3 separate regions of the Mus musculus genome follow, and regions 2 and 3 are each linked to region 1. Evidence: chromatin contacts called from public HiChIP or PLAC-seq data. All regions are on one chromosome and are shown on one strand. Each heading gives the region's core, a stretch centred on a gene start, on an enhancer-like site or on the middle of the called end of the contact. The rest is flanking DNA. Distances are from core to core; before and after follow the strand shown. Region 1 holds the start of Tex26 (testis expressed 26). Region 2 overlaps Gm15411 (a long non-coding RNA gene). Region 3 has its middle 16 kb from the start of Gm15411.

What was found. HiChIP or PLAC-seq counts read pairs in DNA pulled down with a chosen protein or histone mark.
Region 2: a contact with region 1 is called in an H3K27ac HiChIP or PLAC-seq map of T-cell acute lymphoblastic leukemia, with 3 times the contacts expected there. The contact joins the enhancer-like site here to the promoter of Tex26 in region 1. A contact is called at or near these places in 2 of 484 Hi-C or Micro-C datasets (both in cortical neurons), 6 of 115 datasets of contacts at active chromatin or transcription factors (T-cell acute lymphoblastic leukemia, craniofacial prominence, double positive thymocytes and 3 more) and 1 of 9 other capture datasets (adipose tissue).
Region 3: an H3K4me3 HiChIP or PLAC-seq map of craniofacial prominence shows a contact between it and region 1, with 3 times the contacts expected there. The contact joins the enhancer-like site here to the promoter of Tex26 in region 1. A contact is called at or near these places in 5 of 39 promoter capture datasets (cranial neural crest, frontonasal cranial neural crest, hippocampal neurons and 2 more), 5 of 115 datasets of contacts at active chromatin or transcription factors (craniofacial prominence, double positive thymocytes, embryonic midbrain and 2 more) and 1 of 9 other capture datasets (embryonic stem cells).

The regions. Positions count from the first base shown.
Region 1 is chr5:149,438,024-149,441,292 of GRCm38.p6, reverse strand. Tex26 (testis expressed 26) reads right to left here and starts at 1,633. Exons shown (of 7, transcript NM_029464.2): 1 at 1,506-1,633. The coding sequence starts at 1,566.
Region 2 is chr5:148,977,164-148,980,432 of GRCm38.p6, reverse strand. The region is part of intron 4 of Gm15411 (a long non-coding RNA gene); the gene reads left to right. Among named protein-coding and RNA genes, the nearest start is that of 5930430L01Rik, 16 kb to the left of the region's middle. Within about 2 kb of position 1,757, at least 138 of the 459 cell types and tissues checked have an H3K27ac peak or open chromatin away from gene starts, as enhancers often do. A contact at or near this core is called in T-cell acute lymphoblastic leukemia, adipose tissue, craniofacial prominence and 1 more, where this site is marked.
Region 3 is chr5:149,030,014-149,033,282 of GRCm38.p6, reverse strand. No RefSeq gene overlaps it. Among named protein-coding and RNA genes, the nearest start is that of Gm15411, 16 kb to the right of the region's middle. Within about 2 kb of position 1,807, at least 348 of the 459 cell types and tissues checked have an H3K27ac peak or open chromatin away from gene starts, as enhancers often do. A contact at or near this core is called in craniofacial prominence, double positive thymocytes, forebrain and 2 more, where this site is marked.

The sequences.
Region 1 (3,269 bases), core at 384-2,883:
AGCCCAGGATTGCTCACTTATGCTCAGGAGTGACTCAACAGCAGGCATCAGCTGTCTCTTCTTTGGGGACAAAGATTAGAGATGACATATCTCACACTCTTCTTGGGAGGGTGACTTTAGCAGCAATGGAAGATGGGATTGTGGCTGTGACAGACCCAAGGCTGAAGGGGCAGATGACCCAGCAGGTGAGGGCTGAACAAAAGAGATCTGTAACCAATCAAGGGCTCCTTCTCTAACAGCCTGGGCCCTCTTCATTGTACTCTCAACTTCTGGAAGGTTCCAAGGAGGACAGGAAGGTGATTTTTGTCCACACTGAGGCACAGGGGCCTCTGGGCCATGCATGGAAACTGCCTGATCAAGAGCGGGATAGTTCAGTCTGAACATTTGGCATTGGGTACTGAGTGTAGACAGTAGAGTCCCTGGCAGTTTGTGCAGCACCGGAAGTCCTGGGGTACGTGATCAATTCCGTAAGAGGAGGAATCCTAACTCTTATCTGTTCCAGACAAGGAAGGAGACTACTGGCCTAGGAAAATACCTGACAGACAGAGTGTTTAGAAAAAGGGAAATGGAAATTAAGGAGTGCCCTTGGGGATCCTGGGAGCTTTTCCCTCCTCCATCTCCTGACCTCGCCGTCCTATAGAATCTGAAAACATTTAACATTTTTTTTAACTGAATACGCTCCTTCCCGCCCTCCCCCCTCACACACACACTCCAGCTTTCCACTCTTCGTTTACAGAGAACTAGATTGGAATGTAAACACCCACTTCATTGTTCTCTTAGGAGCATCATTCTAAAGAATCCTCACAGCCCCTTAGCCAGCTCGGCTAGACGGCTGCAGCCGGCCATTATTGCTCCGAAGGGATGGATACGCTGACTGTGCACTCAGTAATAATGCTACTCGAGTCGCAACTAACAGCCAGGGGAGGTGATGTCTCTTCACCAACGCAAAACGCTGAGCTGGTAAACCCGCTGCCGCCGCCGCAAGCAGAACCACAGAGCAAGGCTCTCCATCTGTCACCTGGCAGAGCGCCTTTGAAAAGGGCTCAGCTCCCAGCCCAGTCTGCAGACAGAGCAGCCCTGGCCGGCTGATCCCGCCCCTCCCCTCCCTCCCGCCCCACTGAATTTGCTGTTTGCGACTTAAAGAACCAGCCAGACTCCTTCTCTCCCTCCATTACGTCCCCAGTTCTGTTCATTTGTCTTCGGCTCTGTTGTCCTTGGAAGGACACTAGCTGTGGCTTTATCATGTCTCCTCAGGGGTTTCCTTAAGTATTTAAAGGGACACCCCAGAGTTTTAGAGAGGGGAGTATAAAGGGCTGGACAGGAGTGTGATTTTGGACAGCTGATCTTTCTCCCTGACTCACTTGCGCCTCCCTGCCATCTCTAAAAGCGAGGCAAACCTCTCACGATTGATGCCCTTGGGGAAAAAAAAACTGCCTTATTTAAAACAACTCCACCGCACACACAGCACACCACGCCCCGCAGACCCGCAGCGTGGGCAGTCTTACTTGACTGGAGCTTGGGGTCACATTGAGCAGGGCACGAAACCTTGTTCCTATACCGGGCCATCTTGTCCCAAAAGGTCGCCTTCCCGCCCTGACAAGGCAGTAGTACTCCGCTCTGCGCCCCACCCTCTGCGCGTGCCTTTGTGAAGCGTCGCTATGGAGACGCCTCAGTCTCCGCCCCTGGACCCAGAGGGTGAGCGCATCACGCTGATTCCTGACTTTCATGGAGTGCCCTAATCCAATAGTTCTCAACCTATGGACTACGACTCCTTGGGGGTGGGGGGTGTCGAACGAACTTTTCACAGGGGTCACCTAAGACCATCAGGAAACACAGATGTTACCATTATACATTACAATTCATAACCGTAGCAACATTACAGTTATGAAGTAGCCACCAAACAATTTGTAGTTGGGGGGGGGGTCACCACCACATGAGGAACTATATTAAAGGGTCGCAGCATTAGGAAGGTGGAGAGACACTGCTCTGGTCCTTGCAATACTATGCCATTGTTTTATGTATTGGCAAATACGAGCAAACTGGAAAAGGCTGGAAAAAAAAAGTTTATTTTAGCCTGGTATACTGGTGCTCACCGGTGATCCGAGAACTCAGGAGGCTAAGGCAGGAGCCCAACCCTGGAAAGAGATGCCTTGTCTCAAAATATTAAATACCCCGAATATTAAAAACCCAGAAGCAGACAGACAGACGCCCAACCGCAAATTTGTGTCCATTCATAATTTTCAATGTAAGCAAAATTGGGCAAGGTTGGCATGGAAATCTGTAGGACACAGCGACTACACTCAAGGATGAGAAAGATGTGGTATAAGGGAAAGGTAAAAGTTTCGGCATCAGGTCTGTGTGAGGTCAACCCAGAGCATCCTAAGCTAGTGTCTAGTTACTTCAGGGAAACATTGGGCACAGGCTAATTACGGAGAGTCCAGAGGGATAATGGATGCAGCAGGGTCATCCTCCACTACATAGTTTGTCCAGGGGCAGCCTGGGTTACACCAGACCTTATTTTTAATAAATACAAAAAATCCCAAACTATATTCCTAGTACCAATCATAGGATGCCACTTTGTTACTGTACACTGGCCGGCTGATCCTACCCACTTATACATGTTAGAGTGTGGCTTTTAATTTTTTTCCACTTGTGATCACACTGTGCCTGAGAAATTTTTATGCCAGCTAGAGTATATAAGGTATATAAGACAAATACACAGGTCACATGTTTATTGATAATGAACCATGAGGAGCTTTATTTTAAAAAGCAATTCATTGCTGTGCATACAATTTTACCATCTATGAAAGATATGAAGCAAATTTGCATATTAATGAGACGTCATATTATTGAGGTTGCATATTAATGAGATGACCTGTTTATCTTACATAAATAATTAAATCTCGGCTGAATAGGAGATGCTGAATATGAGACCATCTTCGGGGCTTTTCAGAATCCATCAATATTTTGGTTCCTATAATCACCAGTACTTGGAAGACCATTTTGGATAAATGCCTGGCACAAAAGGTCAGAAATGTGCTTAGGACCACTTCAAAAAACACTTGGAAGTTCTGCCCTGATCCCAAGCCAAAACTCACTTAAAATGTTTTTATAAAATTCAGGACAGCAAATCAAATAGCAATTAAAAAAAAAAAAAGAAAGAAAGGAGCATTCCTAAGTGAGACTCAAAGGGAAATGGGAAGGACTGCATCAAGGATCCCAGTTCTTTAGTGGGGATGTGGACAGCGTGTGTCAAAATGTCCACCATA
Region 2 (3,269 bases), core at 508-3,007, 460 kb after region 1:
GCTCACTTATTTATTTTTGAATTATGATAGCCTGCTGGAGACTGGATGGACAAGGGTCCTAGTTTCCTGTCCCCAGGAAAGTGGTCAGTATTCAGACACAATGCCAGGCACAATCCTCAGGCTTCTGAAATATTTAGCGTTGTATTTTGTGGGAAGTCGAGATTAAGAGAACGGGGGGTGGGGGGGAAGTGTATTGTCGAGTTGTTCTGGGGCTAGGAAGCTGGCTTAGTGGTTAGAGCACTTGATGCTCTTGTAGAGAACCTGAGTTCAGTTCCCAGCACCGAAGTCAGTCAGCTTACAATTGCTGGTAACCACCTCTAGGGGATCTGCATTTCCAAGCACAGACTAACACAGGGACTGACACACATATACAAAATTTAAAATAATTTTATAAATTAAATCGTCCCGGGAGTCAGTAAGATGGCTTGTTGGGTCAAAGCATTTGCCTACTGAACAGAGTTCAACTTCTGGAATCCACATGGTAGAGAGAAGTGAGTGATTCATGCAACTTGCCCCTCAGCCCCCAACATGCATGCTGTAGCAGAAACACCCTCCCTCTCCAAAATAAATATATAAAAGTAAAGAGTTCTGAGCAGTCATTGCTCCTTTACCTCTCTGTATGTCGCCCCCATGACTACTGCATCTATAGAAACAAATAGAAAATGAGAACGTTCCAGCAGAACTTTTCTCTGACTTGAGTAACCTTGAAAGGAAGCTAGTTTCTGAATTTGACGGAGAATATCTCTACCACGCAAGGTATCACAGACTTCAGTCCCAGCAGCTGGAGATGTTGAGGGCTATACAGTGAGACCCTGGAGCAGTGAGAGAAAGAGGGACAGAGACAGACAGACAGACAGACAGACAGATAGACACACACACACACACACACACACACACAGAGAGAGAGGAGAGGAGAGACAGACAGACAGAAGACAGACAGACAGAGGGGAGGGGAGGGGAGGGAACAGGAAAGGAAAGGTGATAGAGAGACAGAGCGAAATTGAGAAACAAAAACAGAGACAGAGGCAAAGATGGGGGTGGGGGAGGAGAAGGGAAGGGAGAGGAGAAAGGAAAGGCCCATCCCTGTAGTCCTAGCACACAAGAGGGCAGCAAGTTCAAAGCCAACCTGGGTTACACATAGTCTCAGAATAATATACATGATAAATGATATCATTTATATAAGATATATGTTAAATTTTGAGGTAGAAATTAATTATAAAGAACCCCGAGTGCACTAAAAGTCTACAGCCATGCATTTTAGAAAATCAGTGGATTGGAAGAAGAGGGGGGCTCGGGGAGATCGGGACTGACGACTTGGGTGTCTTTTATATTACTGGGCTGCAGAGCACACATTTGTTTAGGCTTGCGAGCCTGTGCATCTTACACCAAAGACTGATGTCTCAAAGAAGCTCCAGGTAGCAGGTGCGATGTTCGTGCCAGCCTGCTGTGGGCTGCAGCATGGTGATCTTCCCTGCCAGCCTACCTTCCAATGCTCACTTCCTGAAAGCAAAGACTTTGATACTGGATTCCCAAATGTGTCATGAAGTCTCTCCAAACACAAAACCATGCACTCCCGCTTTTAAAAATAATAGCCCGGATGGCTTGTCTGTGTGGCGGGTCTAACAGGCATTCACGAATAAGCGATGTCCAAACAGGGACGTCAGAACAGAACCTGCCAGTCCAGAGCTTGGTGTGCAACGAGGGCAGGAATTACTGCAGAGAACTGAAGGCCTGGTTAACCTGCAACCACACAGAACACGAGGCAAAGGCGTGTGTGTGGCTCAGTGCTCTGTGGTGTACTTGGAACTACATAGCTGAGGGATTAGAGGTTGTTTGCTTGCTCGGTGCAAAGCAAGAGGCTTAGAGGAACTTCAATGACAACCGAAAGTTGACTCCTGTAACCGACTGTCTATGCTTGACAAGCCCAGTAAGTTGATAACCTTTTAGAGCTAAAAGGTCCCAGAGTCTCACTAAGCACCGGCCTGTAACATTCCTGCCTAAGCCCGCTGCTGTTTGGCACCATGGAACCTAAATAAAGGAAAACTTTTCCTGCCCAAGTATTTTTTTTTTTCCGGGCATTGATTACCTCTTGAGGCGTCCCCAGGGGTTGCAGCTGTTGTTTCCCACGGTTCCTAGGGTTGTAACTATAGAGGCATAACGTGGCAGTTACAACACATGGCCCAGGAAACTGTCACATACTGACAAGCTTCTTGCCACGGGATCTTTTTTAGCTGATGGCGCCATTGCTTGTCTGCAGCCACCCTCTCTGCAAGAATACCTCTGTTATATACTCAGAGCACAAGAGAGGTGCATGCCGACACTAAGGCTTCCCCAGGCCTCTCTCTGCAATACTGCCCTTAACAGAGTAGCTGGGCCAGGTCCTAACTGGTGGAATTTTGTATTTGCTTATTATTATGGAAGGGGCTATTTTTAAGTGTGAGACACTTCCTATCTTTGAGTTAACTCAAACCCATTTCCTACGAACAAAGCAGGCAACGGGGCTGCTAGGATTCAGAGGCTCGCTCAGATTACAGTCTGAAAGTCCCCTGGATGACACAAAGAGGGTGGCCTTGCAGGAAGGCTGGGGTTTATGACAAGAGGATTTCCTGAGCTCTGCTAACATCTGTTCCTCGGGAAGCCTGGCTTCTAGGAGAGGGGATTTGGGTTGAGCTCTGCCCTTGGGGTGGAGGGCGTGTAAGACAGAGACAGTTAGAGCTGCCTGCTCTGCCAGATTCTATTTCCTGTTGTTAAGCAGGTTCTTGTCAGGGGCTTGTGAGGTGCTGATGAGGAATTCTGCTGACCTTCCCTGTGCCATCTTGCCCCATCCCTCCTGCGACCTTTCTCCTTCCTTCCTTCCTTCCTTCCTTCCTTCCTTCCTTCCTTCCTTCCTTTTTTCCTTTCTCTCTTCTCCTCCTCCTCCTTCTCCTTCCTTCTCCTTCTCCCGCTCCTCCTCCTCCTCCTCCTCCTCCTCCTCCTCCTCCTCCACCTCTTCTTTTTGCCAAGACAGGTTCTCTCTATGCAGCTCTGCTTGTACTGGAATTCACTATGTGGACCAGGCTGGCCTCAAACTCAAGGAGATCCCTTTATCTCCCAAGTCCTGGAATTAAAGGTATATATATATATATGGCACTACATCCTGCTGTCTAGTACTTTGTCTTAACCCATTGATGCCCATAAGCAGTCCTGTATGCCAGGTTCTATTGGTCTGCTCATGTGCCCAAAGTCATTCATCTTCTACGGGTCACCCCTGGGTTAACACTCGTGTTGTT
Region 3 (3,269 bases), core at 558-3,057, 410 kb after region 1:
GTCACTGTGCCAAATGAGTTTCAGGTTTCTTATTCTAACCAGGTTTTAAGTGGAGGTCTTCTAAATTAGTATGCTCAAGGTTATACTGAGTATAAATCTCTCTACATACTCTATAATTTACCTTCTCTTCATGACATGAGAGCTCATTAAATGGTGACAAGTGACATACATCATCACAAGAAAGCACTCGTAATCCAAATCCCACACTGCAGGTTGGGAAGATAATCCACAGAGGGAGGGAGCCTAAGTGTGGTGCAGAACCTAAAACTCGAACCCTAACCCAGGAACTCAGGGGCAGGCAGATCCCTGAGAGTTCAAGGCCAGGCTGGGCTGCAGTAAGATCATGCCTCAAAAGCAGTCATAATAATAATGATGATAATAATAATAATAATAAAGCTATAAAGGACACATTATTCTTTACTTAATTTTTATTTATATACTATAAGTACACTGTAGCTATCTTCTGACACACCAGACACACCAGAAGAGGGCACCAACCAGACCCCATTACAGATGGTTGCAAGCTAACATGTGGTTGCTGGGAATTGAACTCAGGACCTCTATAAAAGCAGTCCATGCTCTTAACCGCTGAGCCATCTCTCCAGCCCTGTCCTTTACTTTCTACTTATGGTTATGTGTGTGCGGAAGAGGATGTCAGATCCTTAGACGCTGGGGCTCTAGGCAGTAGTGAGCAGTCAGATGTGGGTTCTGGAAACTGCACTTGGGTCCTCAGGAAGAAAAACAAGTACTCCTAACTGCTGCATCCCAAAGATGCATTTCTTCTTTTCTTTCCACGATGAATTTATTTTAAGGGTTTCTTACCTGTATGTATGTATGTATGCATGCATGCATGTATGTATGTATGCATGCCTATGTGCGTGTATGTGTAGCATGTATGTGCCTGGTACCTCAGTGACCAGAAGAGGTTATGGGAGACTGGAGTTATGGGAGGTGGTGAGCTACCATGCGGGAACTGGCAACTGAAACTGGGTCCACTGAGCCATCCCTTCGGAGCTGATACATTTCTACACTCCCAAGTATAACCAGTTCCTTTCAATAGGCACATGAACCCACCTTGTCCAAACAGAAGGTTGAAAAATCCAAAGACCGGATGGATTAGTGGGCAGGCAGCTTGTCTCAGCCCTACTCATTCATTCCTTTAACAGATGGGCCAGACACTGGGCTTGGCCCTGGAGCAAAAGAGACCAACGGTCTTCTATCCAAAGCGTCTACGACCTACCAGATAATTCAACACACAATTAAGGGGGGAACACATTGAGAAAGAGAAGTTTAGACGATGCTAAAGAGTGAAAATAATAAGGCAAGCGGCTGGTGGGAGCGTCCTCGGTTTGAAGGGGCCATTCTGAGGAGGACATGGGAGAGCTGGTTCATTTTCAAACTTTTCCAGCAGTCTGAGTACTGTTTCAGTGGTTTGGACAAGAACCGGTCATTGAACTGCGCAGGACCCCCGGCCGCCATCCCTTCAAGACCCTGCAGGTTCAAGTCTAGTTACTTCTTTCCCCAGCTCCTTCCCAGGCCAGGAAGGAACAGACTCTGCGCAGGACTCTCCCCTGTTGTATTCACGCTCTCCCAGGAGCAGGCCTCAGGAGCCAGCTCAGGATGTGGGGTGTTGCAAAGAACAGCGACAGCTGCAGTTGGAGGTGGCTGCCCGGGCAGCGAGCCAGCGGCTGCCACGGCTTTAGAGCCAAGGCCTCCCTGGCCTCCCGCATGCCCCCTGTAAGCGAGCAGCCACAGCGATGGAGTCCAGTGCACCAGCGCACCAGCGCAAAAGGGTAGCTTTCATTTTCTCATTGTGCGCGGTGCTGACGGAGCGCAGGGAAGAGAAGGGCGAGACCGCCTCCCGGGCCAGTCTGTCGGCGGCAGCAGCAGAAACCTCTTTTGCTGACACCGGGGGAAGAGGAAACACGAGTGCCTGGGGAAGCCCGCTAACAACACGGAGCACAGCACAACCCGCGTGCAGGCGTTCAGCCTTCCCCTGATAGATGGCTCCGTCCTTTTTCTGGATCATAGACTCTAGTCCACCCCACACCCTCCAGTTGTGTCAGAGGAACCGAAGGCCTTGCAGTCTACCCCCGAGACACATCCTCAGGCCTTTCTCCATTTCTCCTCACTTCCCTGTGTCTTCTGCCAGTTATAAGAGTCTTGTTCTCCTAGGGCCAGTCTCCCTTAAGTCCTTTAGGGTGTTGATTTCAGGCCCTCCCCAAAAGATATAAAAATCCACAGGTGTTCTAGTTCTGTCTATAAAATGATGGATGTTTGCCCAGAACACACACATGCATCCTCCTGGATATTTTAAATCACCTCTAGGTGACCACAATGCAGATGTTATGAATGTAGCTGTTATATTGTGTTATTTTGTGAATGGTGGAAAGAAAAGGCCTCTACACGTTCTGTATAGATGTCTTTTTGGAAGTGACATAAACTAATTTTGACCCACTAATGGAGAACATGGGTATAGGAATGTCTGACTGATTTATAAAACACAAAATGTAAGCCAAGAGTAGAAGGTGCACCTATAAGCCCAGCACTTAGGAGTCTGAGGCAGGAAGACCACCAGGAATTCAAGGCAAACCTGGGCTACATAGTGGGTTTGAAGCCAGCTTGAACTGCACAGCAAGACCGTGTCTCAGAAAGGAAAACCAACCAAACAAAAAAGTATAGAGCCAGGCATGGTGGCACTTGCAACCGAGTACTTGAGAAGCTGAGGCAGGAGGATTGTCACAAGTTCAAGACCAACCTGAGCTACAGAATGAGTTCCAGGCTACCCTGATTATAGAGTAAGAACTTGTCTCAAAAATAAACAGAAAGACGGAGGCAGGAGGATTACATGTTAGAAGACTGCCTGTAATACAGAGAGAGTTCCAAGCCAGTTAGAGCTACACAAGTGGTGGTGGTGATGGAGGAAGAGGGGGGAGGAGGAGGGGGAAGGAAGAGGGGAGGAGATGAAGGAGGGGAGAAGGGGAGGGGGAGGAAGCAGCTGCAGACACTAAACCCAGGCCCCTGATGGAAATGGGGCCCAGGTTCCCACACAGTCCCTGGTAGGCTCTGCTGAGATGGGAGAGTTGGCCTGAGGGAGTCTCATAGAGTGAGTGTCTAGGGCTAAAGTCTTCAGCTCCTGGCAGCAAGTCAGAGGCAGATGCTTGGTTTCTCCGGGAGCACTCACCTCCTGGGTCCTGCCTAGAGTAGGGAGCACCTCTGGGACCATCATTCACCTAGGCTTGCTGGCTGTGTTCCCCTGGCCCAGCCTG